Regions from separate parts of the Mus musculus genome. Here regions 1 and 2 are each linked to region 3. Evidence: chromatin contacts called from public promoter capture Hi-C data. All regions are on one chromosome and are shown on one strand. Each heading gives the region's core, a stretch centred on a gene start, on an enhancer-like site or on the middle of the called end of the contact. The rest is flanking DNA. Distances are from core to core; before and after follow the strand shown.

Region 1 (2,700 bases), core at 148-2,647, 2.0 Mb before region 3:
CGTTCTCATGCAGTTCACAGCATCACAGGGCAAGGCAAATCACTGACAAATCATTTGCATGTGGTTGCCACTGGCTAAAGTCACAGACCACTGTCCACCCTTAAACTTCCTACCTACTCTGCATGCAAGACTTTGGGCCCAAGACAGAGATTTATCAGCAATAAATCCAATAAATATTAAAGAGGAGAAGCAGTCTCACGAGGTAGGGCATTGTGTTTTTCTCTGTTTATAAAGGAATACTTTTATTCATTTCTTGCTCTTCTTCTCCAGGGTAGCGTGCTAGCAAGCATGTCTCTGGTTCTCTGTCCCTGTCTTTATGCGTGTGCTTGGCTTAGATGAGAATGTGTTCATTTGGGAGTGCACAAAGCATGCCAAACCTCCCTATTGATGGTTGCTATTTCAGAGAGGCCCATTGCTAAACTGCTATTAAAGGTTGGGCTGTGACCATTGCGAAGGCTGTCGGCAGCCTTTCCATCAGGCAACCCTCTTGGCACCCCAATCCCTCCCTGCCTCCAACTGCAGTCTGCTGTAATGCATTAGAATTCAAATCCTCGGGTGCTTGGAGTAGCCAGGCAGCAGACCCAGAGACCCTTTCAAATCAGGGTTTTTACACTTATTCTAATCCATGGGAGATGCCAGTGTCTTTCTGCTTGACAAAAGCAGGCAAAACTGTACAAAAGAGGCTGCTAAGACAGTCTGGCAGGGGAAGCTGAGCCCTGTTCTCTTATGGAAAAATAATAAAAGCAAATCCACATCCACTGTTCATTGTGCTAATCTGCTATTTTCACTGCTAGGGGATGGATTCAGGAAGGAAATGACACAATGAATAAATGAGAGTGAAAGTTGGTTCAGGCACACACCAACCTTTAGCCAGCACACAGTAGATCATGTGGTTTTTACTCAACAGAGTAAATATTAGCAGTCACCTTCTCTTGCTGTTGGGTAAGGCTGAACATTAAGTTATTGGTGGTGACAAGGACATGACTTTACCAGGTCATTCAAATGTGGCTTAGCTCTGGTTACCACCTAAGGCCGAGGAGTAGTATGGATCACATAGCTGAGGAAGAGTTGTCTGACTCAGTAAATTGTTGCTTAGAGTGCCCAGATGCAGATCCTGCTCCATCATTGATTAAATGTGAAGATTTGATCCCATTTAAAGGTTTTTCATGCTCTGGAGAGGGAAAAAAGGGATGATGCTAGTATCTCTAATGCAAATGAGATGAATAGACCAATGAGAAGAGCACCAAGATGTTACTTATGGGTAGTCTGTAGACCTGCTTCAGCAGCATGGCCCAGGGGCACTGCTAGAAATGCAGATTCACCAGTTGTATTCATGTACAAAGAATCAATTTCAGCAGAATGCCTATTGACATTAAATTGAGAAATATGATTGCTACATAGACACTGGCCCTAAGAACTCTGTATGGCTTGCCTCCCTGGTAAGCTGTACCAATAATGACCAGACTCCCTGGCTGATTTTACTCTTCTGTTCAGGCTCTAAGCCAATGGAAGAGGCTTTGGTTTCTCTGACACCGGGCTCTGAATATTGTGATTTTTTGGTGGCCAGTGAACAACGGCTTTGCAAACCTGTTTTCTGCATTATAGTGGACCAACATGCTGATCTCCAATGGTTTCTTTGCCTTTTGATCCTGATGTTTCTGGCTAGAGCCATCTAATTTGTCCCATGTATCTGTGTCAGCTTGACTCAAGGCTTTGGATTCCACACTTCATTCTGATGCTTCTGTGTTAGCTGCCAACTGAAGCAGATTCCTTTAGGTGGAAGCCCTTATTAACACACCATCAAGGGTCCTTTCCTTTTGTTTCTGCTTAAACTTTTTGCAGAAAACTGGGCAAGCCCAGAGACATTCCTGTCTTTCGTTTTTAACTTTTGAATGCGTGTTCCATAACCTTGAGCTAAGCATGCCCCCAAATGTGCCTGCCATCTTTCCTTCTGGAACAATAGGCAGCACACATTGAAGAATGCTTTGGGAGATAACTTCCACGCTCTACTCTCTGCTGTAGAGAGTAAGTCTCCATTCTTACTTCTTGGTGAGCTTGTTTTTGGCTTTGTATGCATCAAGATTCATATTCTTTACTTTGGTTACTCTTGCAGTTCATCTGGAAGGTTCTGTGCTTAGTTTCTCTTCCTGAACAAAACAAGAAGAGTATAAGGAACATATTAAAAGAAATGAAAAGATTATTTCATATTGCCCTCTAAGGCTTGACATTACACCTAAATGTTTGATTTCTACAGGTGTATCCAAGAAGAGATTTTCTCACAGAAATTTTATAGCAGATAAGAGAACTCAGCCTTCAAGGGATACAAAGGTCGACAAAGCAGTGTTTCTGGATTTATTGCGAGGGTGTGACATTAAGACCTTTTAGTAGTCAACATTCTTTTGGATTTAGGGAAGAGATTATCACCACACCAGCTTGCTTTATTTCACATCTAACGGTCTTTTGGTAACATGGCATAGAAGCAGAGACCTTCCATAAGCTTTCATGTCAAGCTTATCACAATCCCATGATGCTGGGCCAGCAAGGCAGTGACATTGGATAGGACCAGAATGCCAGAGCCTGTGGATTGCGCTGAAGTGAAAGGATGCAATTGCATGTGAAATGGACAGAATAAAAGCTTCAAGGTCACAGTTAAAGTAGCAGGGCAACCTATAAGAGACTGGAATTCACAGAGAAAAAGGC
Region 2 (2,700 bases), core at 111-2,610, 2.7 Mb before region 3:
TCCTGCACTGGCAGCGTCCAGTCACCTACTCTAGATGGATAGTCTAGAACAGACACTAAGTACACACTCTGGCGTATCTTCTTCATCAACATTACTATCATGTAAAAACCATCCTGGGCAGCAAACTAAGCCCGTAGGGATGTCACCTGGAGTCTCAACTGGAGTTTGCTTCAAACTCTTCGGCAATAACGACCTAAGTGGTTTACACTGTGGTTTAGCTACCGACCTCCGGAAGCAACCAGGAAGTGCTTCCACCACAAGTGCAGATTGTAAGCTAAACTGATATCCATTCCCAGACTAAATTCTCTCTTTTAGGGGCTGCCCCTCCCACCTCTTGTAACGCAAACTCCACTACACTAGACACACACAAACACACACAATGCGCCCCAGGCGTGACTATGGAATTGCTTAAGAAGCATGTCACTTTGGGCTTAGGGACTGCAGGCTTCCCATTCGGTGCCCTACTGGCTTTTTAAACACGTATATGATTAATGCTGGTACTCAGGAAAGAAAGCTACTCTGACCTTGAGAGTGTGCGCTAAATAAATTACCTCAGAGCGAAAGTGATGAGATCTCAGAGCAGCATCTGGGGAGAAAAGAGGGAAAACGAGACTCCGTTAACTCCTTGTTCTCAGCCTAAAGAGTTACTGATCACTTACCTGGATTCGGGAAAGCACATTCTAGGTGTCTCTCTCCAATTCCGTGGGCATATTGGGGCGGGGCGGAGAGAGTATTGGACCATCTGTCTCTAAGGTGATTTCTCTGCAAGAAGTTCCAGCAAAGTTGGGAGAGGGGAGCCCATATCATCACGCCTTACTTTTTTATTCCTAAGCTCCAGCAAAGGCTTGGCAAAGATACGAGTACCTCAGCCCAGGACTCCCCTACAATTACCTTCTGGGCTCTAGCAAACTGACCCTAAGAATCGGAGCCTGATCCTTCCTTCCAGGACCTCCGAATCTCCGTGGTTATCCAAACCTGGTGACTCAGAGGATGGAGGTGAGGCCAAAGGGCCAGGGCGCGTTAAATAAATAAATGCACTTAGCTTGAGGAGTGGGCACTGAGTGGGCAGAAGAGGCAGAGAAGGCTTGAACCTCGCTTCTGCCCAGAAGAACCCAGCGGCGGCGTGTCTTACCTCTGCTTCTGGAACGACCCGAAAAGACCGATTTCATCGGATGTCTCCCTTTCTGGAGCTTGCGGTGCCAGCAGCAGAAGAAGACGATGGTGGCGACGGTGCCCAGCAGGAGCAACAAGAGGAAGAGAGCACATTGGATGCTGTAGGGTCTCAGCAAAACGAGGAAAGCGGCGGCGATCATGGTGCGGGCGAGGCGGGGGGCCGTGCGGCGCGGGGCTAAGGCTGCAGAGCGCGCGGGGCGCGGGGCGCGGGACGCGGGGCGGGCGCGGCGGACAGGGGCGAGCGCGGCTCAGCGCGTCAAGCCCGGCGCTCGCGGCCCCGCGCGCGGCCCAATGGCTGCACACCCCGCGCCGGCCCCGGAACGACTGATGGAGAGCAGCGGGCAGCTCTCGCCATGACTCAGCACGCGGCGCAGCGGCGAGAGCCGCGCCCCTCCCTCCGCAGGCGCCCCAGCCCGCGCGCAGCTCTCGGGCTCAGCCCCGCCCGGGACGCAGCCGGCTGGGAGCATCATCGGGTGGCCGCCCGGGGCCTCGGCGTCCTGAAGCCGGCGCACGTGGGGCGGGACGGGGCGCGGCGAGCCGGCGGGGGGCTCGGTGGGTGACGTCACGGGCTGCGGCGGCAGCGGCGGCGCGGGTGCGGGCGCGCGCGCATGGCTGGGGCCGGGACCGAGCGGCGCGCGCCCTCCAGCAGGTCGGTTCGGTGCGCGCGCGGCCCGCCAGGCCACGCGCCGGGCGGCGGTGCGCGGGGACCCCCGGGTTTCGCCTGTGTAAGCCTCCGCGGACCTTCTGCTGGAGGCCGACGTCAGGGGGCGCCAAGGAGCCGGGGGGAACCCGGGCTCCCGCCTCCCTGAGCCCGCCCGGAGGCTGGGGCTCGGAGGATGCAGCAGGGTGAGCTATTTGGTTTGGGGGCGGGGGTAGTCCCTGCGCATGGAGGCGCGAGCACCTGGAAGGGCCATCTCCAAGCTGGTCCAATCTTAGGAAAGGCGGCACGCCGCGGTCTGCAGGCTTGCACCCTACCACCCCCAAACTTGGTGCTGATTCTCAGCCCAGACGTGAGCTCTGCCACGGTCAAAGAACCCTGATTCATTTATTGGCTTTGTAGGGAGAGGTGATTTTAGATGTAAGGATCTGACATGATGAAGGATGAAGGAAGTTGGTGATTGATTGGCCTGTAGATACTGCAGGAGAAATTTTTAGGCACTGTCAGACAACGGCGATCGGTCACACTCGGGTACACACCCTTCTCCCCTTTGCCGTTTTTTTCCAGCTTCCCTTACATTCCGTTACAATCCGCAAAAACTGTATCGCAGTTGTGGGCTGGACACTTGACAGTGATCGCTGATTCGGTGCCAACGAAGAAGGCAAGGCGTGAGCGCTGCGGTGTGCTCTTTTGCGGAGGGCCTCTGCCACCTGGCGAGAAAGCCAAAGCTGCAGTGGCCGCCTGCAGCGTGTTGCGGCCTTAGCGGGCCAGTGCAGTGCTCTGCCCTGCTTGCCCCTAAGGCAAACTGGCTTTCCCTGTGGGAGTTGGATGATTTGTTTTCTTTCATTGACTTGTATTTTTTAAATTAA
Region 3 (2,700 bases), core at 75-2,574:
CTAAGATTAACCAATCAACATGTGTTCTAGACACTTTCTATTGTGTAGGTCATAATACTTTCCATAGAAGCTGAAACTAGACTCTTAAACCAAAATAGTGAGAGCTGGGGTGGGAAACACGGTGCCTCTCCAGACTTAGAGCAGAGCATGAAGCTCCTGCCTAGGGAAGTGAAATGTAAGAATGAATGTGTCCAGAAGCTGATGCTATTTGTGTCAGTCCCACTCACTTTTCCTGAACCACCATGTAAAATTCACTTTCAGAGAAACATGTTCTCTACAAGTACACACCCAAACTCGGCGTTTTCTTCCCATGGCATGACACTGCAGGGTCCTACTCAGTGACTCTCCCTGCTTTGCACAGCTTTGGCCGGTTTCTGTGTAGAAAGTAGATTCATCCCCATCTCTGTCCCAAAGCCCACTGCTCATATTCATCATGTGTAGAGCATGCACAGTTCTCACACCGACTTTATCTCTTCTTTCACTGGATGGGAAAGCACAGATCCTGTCTGTTCTCTCTATGTCATCATCTCAGGCACTTTACACATAGTAGGTCTGTTTCTCAAATTAGATTTCCTTAATTTAGCTTACAGAAAAGCTTCATTCTTCTTAACAGAAACTTAATTCCAAAGACACACTGTAATATTTCCAAAAATGTTTTGTTGAAAATACAGTGCTAAAGATTTGGTTCCATACACATGAAGAAATGGTCCTAAATGAAGCATGTTCACAACTGGTTTCTTTACTATGTTCCTGACTCATTGAGTTCTATCACTGCCTAACACGTAATGGGTTTCAACAAAATTCACACACACACACACACACACACACACACACACATTCACATACACACACAAACACACACACAGTTACTTCTCACCTTTAATCATTTAACCCCTTTAATCATTTAACCCCAAAGCCATTCTTACAAAGACTAAGAATGTGACAAAATAAGCTTTAAGACACACAGACTATTCTCTCATTAGTAACCAAGATTGAAATAAAATTTTATGGTGTGTTTATTCTTCTAAACCCTGGTGCCTAATGAAGTTACTGTAAGTGATTGCTCAAACTAAGCACACTTCACTAGATGCAAGCTCCAAGGTGTTCAGTTGTTAAAAACTGACTGTGCGAAACAGGACACTTCTTCACAAACTTCCCGAAAGCATACACGTCAACCCACCGTGCCCTCATTCCCACTGATGCTCAGAAAAGTTGCAGTCATCAAAACCTTCACTGTCGATATTTTGGGAAATACTATTTTGATTCTTAGCTTCCTACCTCCTGTGCGAGGTCCCCTTCGTCGGTCATGTCAACTGTTTCTTACATAAATCAGCCGTGGCATCCACACTCCCTTCAGCAATGGCTTCAGGGTGCATTTATATGTAGACTTCTTACAAAGGCAGTGAATGATGAATTCCAGGAGGTTCTTTCCAGGGGGATCCAGCAGGTAATAAAAGATAAACACAGACTCTGTCATGCCCAAGGCACAGGATATGAGCCATGCCCTAGAATAGCCCAGCAGCAAATGCTCATTTATGCCTGACTCCCTGCAAACAAAGGGACACAAAGCTTAAAACTGTGTGACTTTTTTATTTCCCCTCCAACCTATTGATTCTTTGTTATGTAACAGTCGTGTTCTGGAATTAAATCTATTGTAATAATCAGGTGGAGAAACATTTTTTAGACAGCTGTGTTATCAAAGCCACAGACAAAAATACAAATAGAAAAACCAGGGCTCTGAAAGACATAGATTTGTACCATGCTTGTAATTCACATACTTTCTTTCCATGGTAGGGACCTTTTTGCCTCCAGGTTATGCTGACCCTTCATTCTATCACTATACTAAGGTATCTTTCTTTAGCCTTTCTAACACATCCCAGGCCATCCTCATTATCCTCATTGAAGAAGTCTGCAGCAACCCAAGCTCCACCAGAATCAATGGGGAGCACTTTCTCTAGAAGACTCAAGAGGGTAGAAATCCCATTTCCTCCATACCCCAACCACAACTACAGGTTGCTAGAACAAACAGAGAGAGTTTCTTCTGAATCAAGCCAAAGGCACCAGTGAGCGAGCATACAGAACTACAGCTGGGTACTGCTCTCCAGGTCTTCTGGGCTGGCAAAGCCTCTGCCATTCAGTCAGGCCAGAATCTGGCTTCAAAGGTCCCGTTTCATCAGAACAATGACCACTGTTCTTGTTTGTATTGCATGGCCCTGTGCTTGCCTGCTGGCAATGCCTGTGTTCTGTGCTGGCCACTCGGCATTTGGTCTTCATTTAGACCTAGCATTGAAACAGGTGCTCACTTGGAACAGCATCCTGAATGCCTTCCCCTACCTTATCTCCCCAAGAAAAATATTCCCCATCCCTTAGAGTGTTGACTTAACAGTGTGGCCTTGATCTCCTCCTGAACTGAGGTATTGCATTTTTATCATGCCTTGGGCCAGAGCCTCGCCTAGACTTCTTGTCAATTGTCTTCTCTTAGAATTATTCCTTCCAGGAACCAGAATAGGTGTCATTATTTCATAGAAAAATGTCTGCGAAAAACTCTGAGATGTCTCTTTATGTCAGAGGACAACTATCAAAGATGGGTTATGTATTAGATATAGTTTTCCATATTAAGCTGCTTACTTGTGGGAATGCACACAACACAGAGCATATGTGGTGTCCAGGGAGTAGCTTGTGGGAATCAGTCCTCGCCTG

What was found. Promoter capture Hi-C pulls out the DNA fragments that hold promoters and counts their contacts.
Region 1: a contact with region 3 is called in a promoter capture Hi-C map of liver, with 2.2 times the contacts expected there. The contact joins the enhancer-like site here to the promoter of Lgsn in region 3. A contact is called at or near these places in 7 of 39 promoter capture datasets (the 3T3-L1 cell line, cranial neural crest, frontonasal cranial neural crest and 3 more).
Region 2: a contact with region 3 is called in a promoter capture Hi-C map of liver, with 6 times the contacts expected there. The contact joins the promoter of Dst here to the promoter of Lgsn in region 3. A contact is called at or near these places in 5 of 39 promoter capture datasets (hippocampal neurons, liver, pre-B cells and 1 more).

The regions. Positions count from the first base shown.
Region 1 is chr1:33,212,773-33,215,472 of GRCm38.p6, reverse strand. No RefSeq gene overlaps it. Among named protein-coding and RNA genes, the nearest start is that of Gm24901, 22 kb to the right of the region's middle. Within about 2 kb of position 1,397, at least 18 of the 459 cell types and tissues checked have an H3K27ac peak or open chromatin away from gene starts, as enhancers often do. A contact at or near this core is called in liver, where this site is marked.
Region 2 is chr1:33,906,885-33,909,584 of GRCm38.p6, reverse strand. It overlaps Dst (dystonin), which reads right to left and starts at 1,360. Exons shown (of 103, transcript NM_001276764.1): 1 at 1,133-1,360; 2 at 552-586. The coding sequence starts at 1,313. Bend6 (BEN domain containing 6) reads left to right here and starts at 1,964. Exons shown (of 7, transcript NM_177235.3): 1 at 1,964-2,019.
Region 3 is chr1:31,175,059-31,177,758 of GRCm38.p6, reverse strand. It overlaps Lgsn (lengsin, lens protein with glutamine synthetase domain), which reads right to left and starts at 1,324. Exons shown (of 5, transcript NM_153601.1): 1 at 1,279-1,324. The coding sequence starts at 1,308. All of the region lies in intron 2 of 4931428L18Rik (RIKEN cDNA 4931428L18 gene), which reads left to right.